Regions from separate parts of the Zea mays genome. Here regions 1 and 3 are each linked to region 2. The links are chromatin contacts, called in public Hi-C maps. All regions are on one chromosome and are shown on one strand. Each heading gives the region's core, a stretch centred on a gene start, on an enhancer-like site or on the middle of the called end of the contact. The rest is flanking DNA. Distances are from core to core; before and after follow the strand shown.

Evidence for each region. Hi-C and Micro-C count contacts between places; a contact is called where the count stands out from the background.
Region 1: a contact with region 2 is called in a Hi-C map of bundle sheath, with 7 times the contacts expected there. The contact joins the enhancer-like site here to the promoter of LOC100282267 in region 2. A contact is called at or near these places in 2 of 25 Hi-C or Micro-C datasets (bundle sheath and endosperm).
Region 3: a Hi-C map of endosperm shows a contact between it and region 2, with 5 times the contacts expected there. The contact joins the promoter of LOC100193052 here to the promoter of LOC100282267 in region 2. A contact is called at or near these places in 2 of 25 Hi-C or Micro-C datasets (endosperm and leaf).

The regions. Positions count from the first base shown.
Region 1 is chr8:101,701,155-101,703,854 of Zm-B73-REFERENCE-NAM-5.0, forward strand. No RefSeq gene overlaps it. Among protein-coding and RNA genes, the nearest start is that of LOC100193052, 140 kb to the left of the region's middle. Within about 2 kb of position 1,422, at least 17 of the 20 cell types and tissues checked have an H3K27ac peak or open chromatin away from gene starts, as enhancers often do. A contact at or near this core is called in bundle sheath, where this site is marked.
Region 2 is chr8:102,335,211-102,338,002 of Zm-B73-REFERENCE-NAM-5.0, forward strand. LOC100282267 (actin 1) reads right to left here and starts at 1,447. Exons shown (of 5, transcript NM_001155179.2): 1 at 1,088-1,447; 2 at 77-144. The coding sequence starts at 133.
Region 3 is chr8:101,560,290-101,562,989 of Zm-B73-REFERENCE-NAM-5.0, forward strand. LOC100193052 reads left to right here and starts at 1,402. Exons shown (of 3, transcript NM_001138220.1): 1 at 1,402-1,487; 2 at 1,619-1,692. The coding sequence starts at 1,468. It overlaps LOC109461487, which reads left to right. Exons shown (of 3, transcript NM_001347996.1): 3 at 1-526. The coding sequence ends at 177.

The sequences.
Region 1 (2,700 bases), core at 172-2,671, 630 kb before region 2:
ATACGCCATGGGAGAAACGCCAGTAACGGGCGGGGAGGTTAACCAGACCAGCACGCCACCTAAGTGTGACAACCAAAATCTTGTTTTGGTGAATTAAAGAGTCCTCCAAAGATTTGAGAATAAAATTACTTCCAATAATAGATCTCTTTCTTTAGAAGGAATATTTTCCTAAAATAAATAGTAATATTCAAAGTATGACAATTCAAATGTTAAATTTAAAACTTTGAATGTATAAATTAATACTTGAGAATATTCACTAAGATACTTAATGGTGATATATCAGAAAAATGTTTTCTTAAAATAACATCTTTTGCGAATACTAATTTATATTGCAAAGCATTCTTTGTTAAATAGAAAATGGGATAGTAAATAAATAAAATTTTGCCTTGCATCTCTTGCTGAATTTTTTACTTGTGCATTTAGAAGTTGGTATTTAAACTTTGGTTGAAGTTGAACCTTGGTTTGAAAACTAGGAGTTGAAAATAGAAAACATAAATAAAAAAATAGGAAAAGCCTTTACCTAGGCCGAATCCTAGCCTTCGGCCCACCCACCTTCCCCCGCCCCTGCGCGACCGCTTTGGCTGATCCCATCTCTGTGGCCCAAAACCATGGATGTGGTGCCGACATGTGGGGCCCGCACGTCATCTGGTTCCACTCCCGCCTCTCTCGCTTGGGTGGCTGATGCCTGGATCACCACGATAAGCTTCTTCCTCAACCATCCGCGAGCTTCACGCTTTGCGCCGCGCCAATCTCGGCCGGATCTGCTGGGCCCGAGCTCCCTGTTTGATCTTGCCGCCCGAGGGGGATCTACCTGACCTGGGGTATAAGAGAAAAAGCACGCCGCATCTGCGCATCTCTTGCTTGCCGCACAGAGAGAGTCATGGAGAACGAGAAGCAAGAGATAAATGGGGGGGGGGGGGGGGGGGGGGGGGGGGGGGGGGGGGGGAAGCCGCCACACTCGATCTACGAATTCGCAGCCGATCGATGCTTGGGGATGGGTCTCGGAGGTCCGCTGGCGTGTGAAGATCTCGTCCGATCGATTCCTCGGATGCGTGGGCCACTTGGGTCCAGGGAATCGCTCACCGGAGCGCTGGGCCCACCATGGACTGCACGTCTCTGTGGTTCAGGCACTACTCCGCACAATCGTCGGTAAGAACCTCCCCATAGTTTCGCTTTCACCTCTGCATGGTGTAGCATCTTTTGTTTCGAAGTTGAATTAGTGGATAATCTACTGGTCGAATACCGGCCATGGTGCCACCACATTGGGTGGGCACCGCCGCTTCGTTGGCCAGAGAAGGAAGAGGGCCGTCTATCCATTGATCGACTAAGAAACGGTGACGATTAGAGCAGGCAGATACCGGTTGGGCCCTTGATCCATACCGTTGATCCGGGATCGGAGCGTTGTGGGTTGGGCACAACTATTTTAAATCCGAACCATAGGCGCTCGATCGGATGAATAGGCTTGCATCAAAGGGTGGTCTATTGTGGGCTATTGATACGGGATCCAAAGGTGGGGGTGACATACCGATTCGTTATGAAATCCGACATATCGGTGGCGTGGGCTTCTAATCCAACGGCACAGATCAGCCCATACCTCTTCGTCGTGGTGCTTTCGCATAAGAGACCCCGAGTTTCTGAAAACTAAACCCGCCATCCCCGTATGCATAAAAATCACTGCACCTAGGTCCTATTTTTCACGAGTTAGCCCCTGAACTCTCAAGAATTAGTGTCCGCTGTCCAACAAGGATAAAATAAATGGTGAATTGAATATAGAAATTGATTTTGTTGTAAAAATAAACCTAGAAATCTTAGATAAATCATAACTTGACCGTTTTAACTCAGATTTAAACCGTTCAGGTTGTGTTAGCTTCATAATAAAATGTCCTACGCAGTGACATCATTATTGTACCATCAAAAATATTTTTATAAATGGATAATGGATTAGCCTATGTTTAGTAGATTAATCCTTCTAACCAAGGTAAAATTAGTCCATGATGATAATCTGACTAAAATAAGATTTCTAACCAAGATATAATCTAGATTAAGGTGGAATTGATTATTTAGAGTATATTTACTCATATGATGTAAATTAACCAATTTATAATATATTAATATTCCATCATGTAGATATTCCAAAAACCATATCCGTTCCACCTAAACTCCAAATTTAGTGGTTCTCGAACCTAGGATCTAGTTACGATACGTAGAACATTGTTATGCAGTTTGTTCTTATGTTTGGTGCGATGTTAATTTTGCCTATACCATGTTTGTTTGTATTGCTACTACTAGCAGCGAGGTCACGAGTCACTTAAAGACCAAGTTGGTGAAGTACCTGGGAATCTTGAGTCTAAGACAAGTTGTGGCTTTGATCACTTTTTCTTTACCCAATAATGTTCCTATTAATCACTGTGACATAATGCTCAGGTTAAACTGATGGGACCTAATAGGTTTCCCTAGACATGTTTATCCTTCACCTTGTTTACCACTGAACTTTTGGGTAGTTTTGCTGTTGCTCTACCTGGTTTTGGGATTAATATTACATTATGACCATGTTCCAGTTATACTATTGTTTAATTATTGTTCATGACAAGATCATTGTGTTAAATAGAACATGGAGCTTAACTTGAGAAACATGTGCTACCACAAGAGTGGAATGGAACACCCTTGACTTACTAATTAGGAAAGCTAGTGGAGGACTAC
Region 2 (2,792 bases), core at 197-2,696:
TTGAGGAGTTGAGCAACAATTAGGTCACAGGAGTAGAGTTGCTTTGTTGGAAAAGACTTCTGAACGAGATAACAACCTTGACCATTCCAGTGCCATTGTCACATACGATAGGCTGGATATCCTCGTCAGCCATTCTCAACTATTCTGTAACAGACCAAAGTTCAGCGTTCAGTACACATTCATAGAAAAATGCAGTTATGCAGCCTGGTCGGGGAATCAAAATACACTTTCTGCTCATGGTTTAAGGGAAAAGCTTTATGTTTTGATAATTGTCTGTCGTTTAATTGTGACTTCTATGCATAGGGAAAAGCTTTATGTTTCTACAGCAGTACAGCAGCCTTAAAATACCAAAGATCTAAGTATTCGAGCGTATAGATGTAGATGCGGAGTCAGAGAAATTCTGCTCCCCGATGATCTCAGTTTTCTACAAAATAAAGCGGATATCACCATTGGTCACACACAACTTCATAGGAAAATAATTCCTTTTGGGATATTTTTTCCCATCTGGCCTTGCTGCTGCTGTGGCCCGAAGCAATAAAACCAGCACTATCCTGCTCTATCAACATATGCTTGGTGGAACTCTGCTTGACGGACATTTCTAATCAAAAAAATTACGCCTCCTACTTACTACCCTGGCAACTAGAGGTCAACGGGGAACCAACAAGCTCAGCGGACAGCGGTTTCTACGATTTGTTTTTGGTTTTTGGGCAGCGAGTAAATTCGTAGCTTGTTATTTGAAAAAAAAAATCATATAATAGGAGACACCACTGGCAGCAAAGTCGGGTACTGTCGGCACTGCGCCATAGCACAATCCAAACATAGCTAGCCAGCATGCCTTAGCATAATCCTACCATCCCAGCAAAGTTCGAATTCCTTTACCCTTGCAGCAAATCACCACAAACCAAACAGAACCGCGGAAAAATCAGCAGCGCGCCAGACGTAGAAACCACAAAAAAAAAAAGTTACCGGACAACACCAGTCAAAGGCCTGGTGACTGGTGACTTGGTGAGGCGATCTGTCGGGAGATTAGTACGATTCCGCGGAGACAGAGAAGATGAGATCGAAGAGCAAGAGGGAGAATAATCACCTGCTCGAAGAGGTGGCGGCGATCGATGGCTTCGGCAGTTGGGCCTCTCTGGAATCCGGAGAGACTCGATCGATCGGCGAGTGTGACGCAAGGACTTTCGAAAGGAAGCAAGCGAAGACAAAAGGAAACGCACGGACGGCCCGGCGTGACGGGCGGGGTTTATACCACACGCCGCCGCATTTTCTTCGAAGAGAAAGAAAGGGTACTACTCCCGTCCACTGCACCGCCCGTAGAAAACGGCCGGTGCTGCGAGCGTGACGGCCGTGGGGACTGGTCCCGTACCTTTTGCTCCCCAGCCGCGGCACGTGTCGTTCTCGATCGACACGTCGGAGCGTACCCGCAGCTTGAGACGTGCAGGACTCGTCTCTGTGTCTCTGGGCCGGCCTGATGATACCGGCGGACAATGGGACAAAGGGACCGAAAGCCTCTCCAACGGTCTAGTGCAGCCGTCGCCGTCGTAGGAAACTTTCGGTGCCCAAAGTAGTGTTAGAAATTTAGGTGTTTTAAGTTGAGTTTTTTTTTAGGTAGTGCTCTCAGTTTTATTGGTATTGTTATTTTTATTATTAGTTGTGTTTTTAGTTTTATCTTTTCAGTGCTATAGAAATTAGAACATAAGGGTAAACTGAGAAAAAAATACAACTAAAGATAAAAATAAGGACATCCGCAAAACCGATGGCACCACTTTAAAAAACCCTTTTAAGTTTTAATTTATTCTAAAAACAGTATAATATAGGTGATGACATTTATGTGCATGTGTGTATAATTATTTATATAAGCAGTAAACATCAATAAAACATATAAAAATACGAAAAACAGAATGTACCCTACGGAGGGACCGATGCTCAAGTCATCAGTGGCTCCATTCACATGAGACACCTCGTGTGTATGTTCGATGTAGCCGTACAAAGTCGATGCAGGAAGATGTGCGTCGTGCAGTCACTCGGACGGTCGTCAGAACCGGGGAAGACGACGAAGAACAGGAACAGATCACGAGAGAAGTTGCGAATACGCTTCCCAAAAATCTGAAATCGCCCGCACACTCGTGCAAGTACATCTCTGCGAACTGCGATTTCGGAGGCCTGCTCTCCCACTCTCTATGTGCTCACAGAAAATAGTACGTGGATATATTGTTTGCAATTCACGAGAGATGATATCGCGTATAACGGAAGAGAGTCCTCCCTCTCAATTCTTATAGATCGTCAGAAGGGGGAGAAGGACAACGAACAGAAACAATCGAGCCATTAGATTTGAAAACTGACGATAGTAAGCCACGAGCCACGGCCCAACCCGGCCGGTGGTGGCGGCGCGCGTGTGTGGCAGTCCTTCATCCTTTTCTCAGCTTCTCAATAGATGCACCAACTGTCCACTTTTTAAAGTTGATCGATTTGTCAATTAAACTTTCAATATGGTGCTAATTTATTAGTACATCATATCATTTTAAGTGGGTCATTAGCATTGATTATTATTGAATATTAATGGGCCATGCCCACATTTATCCAATAATCCCCACCAAATGCTAAGTCACACGAAAATGCTCTCATCATCTCAAACGTTGATATACTGGTGTTTCGATGGAGACTGTGAAGTTGAACATCCACCTAGAGCATATAATACACTTAACCACAACTGCACAATGGACTAAACCTTGAATTGGTAGTTTTGTGTGGAATGTGTTTCATCTAAACTCTTTACCACTACTAGATTG
Region 3 (2,700 bases), core at 152-2,651, 770 kb before region 2:
ATCACTTATTCGGCATATTGTCTGCATGCTACACTGGAAGGAGTTTTGGATCTGGAAGCCCCGCTGCTTGATGACCCAATCGCTTATTATCCGGAGGATGATAAATACACTATGAAAGTCGTTGACATGATAAAGAGCTACTGGAAGGAATCGGTTCCTTTCCTAAAGGAAATTTAGAGGAAATAATGTTCGCGCCCTCAATGTTCAAATTGCAGGAAACTCCACATTCCTGGACATCTTCAATTGAATTGGGAAGAACATTGCACGTCTACGTTTTCAGGCCGTTTAAGATTATCTGATTGACAGTTTCACGCCTAACATTGTACAGGATAGATTAAGAACATTGTTTGCTGCTGCTCTTGAATTTCTGCAATCAGGATCTCGTCAGCCTATTTTTGATAAACAGTCGATCTTTTTTTTTTCCCTGAGATGCTTTTGGCGGCAGTAGAAGGTAGGCGGTGCTTGAGAGTGACAGAGGGCCATGTAACCAGGGGATAAATCTTGATTGACTAGTCCAAGCAAAGGGTGATGCTCGCTACCAGAACTTGAATGTGTTTTTTTTTCCCATCAGGTTCATCCTAGGCATCTGATGGTACTACAAATTGCAGCATGCCGGGACAGTGAATTCCAGTGCATGAATGAAGCATATATGCGCTGGCAGGAAAAAAGGCCCAACGTTGATGCCAAAGAATCGTAATCTTTCCGGAAATGACCTGGAGGAAGGAACGGATTTTTTAGTTTTTTTAAATCATGTGTATGCTTCTTATGAAACTAAGATCACTTTTGACCATAGGATTGGCGTTATATTCAATATATGTTCAAGAGACAATCATGGTCAATAAGAACGTCAAATATAGAAGGGCTGACGTAGACGCCGTTGTCTCTCGCTACTGTGCGGTGGTAATTTGAACCTTTTGTCCAACGTCTTCCTCGCCGTATTGCATCGGATTCTTGCATATATTTGCTGCACTTTCTACGTCAATTACTATTTGATTCGTGGCTAACTGTGTCACATTTTACTTAAGATTAATTTTTTAAATTGAAAAATCAATCTTAAACAAAAAGTTAGATAAAGTGTGGCAATTTAGGCAGCAAAGCGAAGTCAATCCGAGGAAGTATATCCCCTTCCTATAACCAGTAAACAAACAGGGTCTAATCATTCTAACTCCATTTAGAAGTTTGACTTTCCTTCTCTCACCTGTTTTTGTGCGTTGTCAATTCCCAAGCGAACCAAAACCATCCATTGACAGGCAAGGCAGCTACAGTTACGGGCGTGACGCCCGCGTGAAACCAGCGTCTCGTGCATCCTACGGCCACCGGCTTTCCCCATTTTGTCCTTAACTCAAACGCGCAAGCCACCCCCTCTTCGCTTCCGTTCCTGTCCTCTCCTCTGTCCCTCTACGGTGCTTCTGCTCGCCGGCCCAAAATCGCCTCATCGACCACGCCCCCTTCCAGGCTCCCGTCTCCATGGGTCTCCTCTCAAACAGGTCAACTCTCAGATCCAATCTTTCTCTGGTATTTGTTCCTAGAATCATCCGTATTGGCTAGTCTCACATCTCTGCAGGGGCGGTTATTTTTTTTCCTTCTTTTGTGTGATTTTTTCTTTGTGTTGGGACAGGATTGGGAGGGAGAGCCTCAAGGCGGGGGATCATATCTACTCCTGGAGGGCGGCGTGGGTCTACGCGCATCACGGTGAGGTGATTCGTATTGTATTGCTTTTGCATATGCTTACTCCGTTGTATTTAAACTTCGATTGGACGATTGGATCACATTAAATTGCCAAGGTTTTGGGCTCATGAATTGGCGAAATGGGACTTGGTTTAAATTTTATGCTACGAATTTGCTAAATGGGGACTTGGATCACATTTTATAAGCTCAATGCTAAAAACAAGCATACGGATTTGCATATCAGATTCTATATTCTATTTATTTGCAATCAAAGATAAAAGACCAAAAAATTGATATCCAAATAAGTATATGCTTTCATCCCTATTCTTATCGCCGATGTCGGGTGCTTTGGGTTAGGAGGGGATTTCTTTGAAGTCTGAACTGAAAATGATTTTAGGATATAGATCTAGTTAGCTTCTTGGGGGTTGGATTGATTCTCTAGATATCAACACCAGCACCACTAAATGCTGTGCATGCTCTGTCGCACCGATCTTCAGAGTTTGAAGTATAAACTCAATAGGAGTTCTATGTCAGACCAAACAAAATAGACAAGTTCCATTTGGAACTAGATAGATCCCCCTAATCCCGTGGAAATTGAATTGATCCCTGTGAAATTTTTGCCTTCAGATGCCTCCGTACTGCCTACCTTCCTCCTCTTCTTTTTATTTATCATTTCCCAAAAATTTCCTCCCCCATGGATCCCTCCAAATAACGTTTAGGGCTGGTTTGGTGATGAGATTTGGAGGGGATCCATGGGAGAGGAAATACCTTGTTGAATAGCAAGAGATTTCCTCCCCCGTGGATCCCTCTAAATCCTTTGTCTCCAAACCAGCCCTTAGTACTTTGCCGTATGCATAGATGTTTTTGGCCTTTGATCACCTTTTGACAGGTGCTACATGGGAAAAATGAAATTGTTATTACAGATTGTATATCGTTGGGTAACCTTGTAGGAATAGGAAACGTTGTAGGTATTTTTTTTGGGGGGTTGGGGGGATTTTCTTATGTACCATGAATGTTCCCCTTACCTGTTAT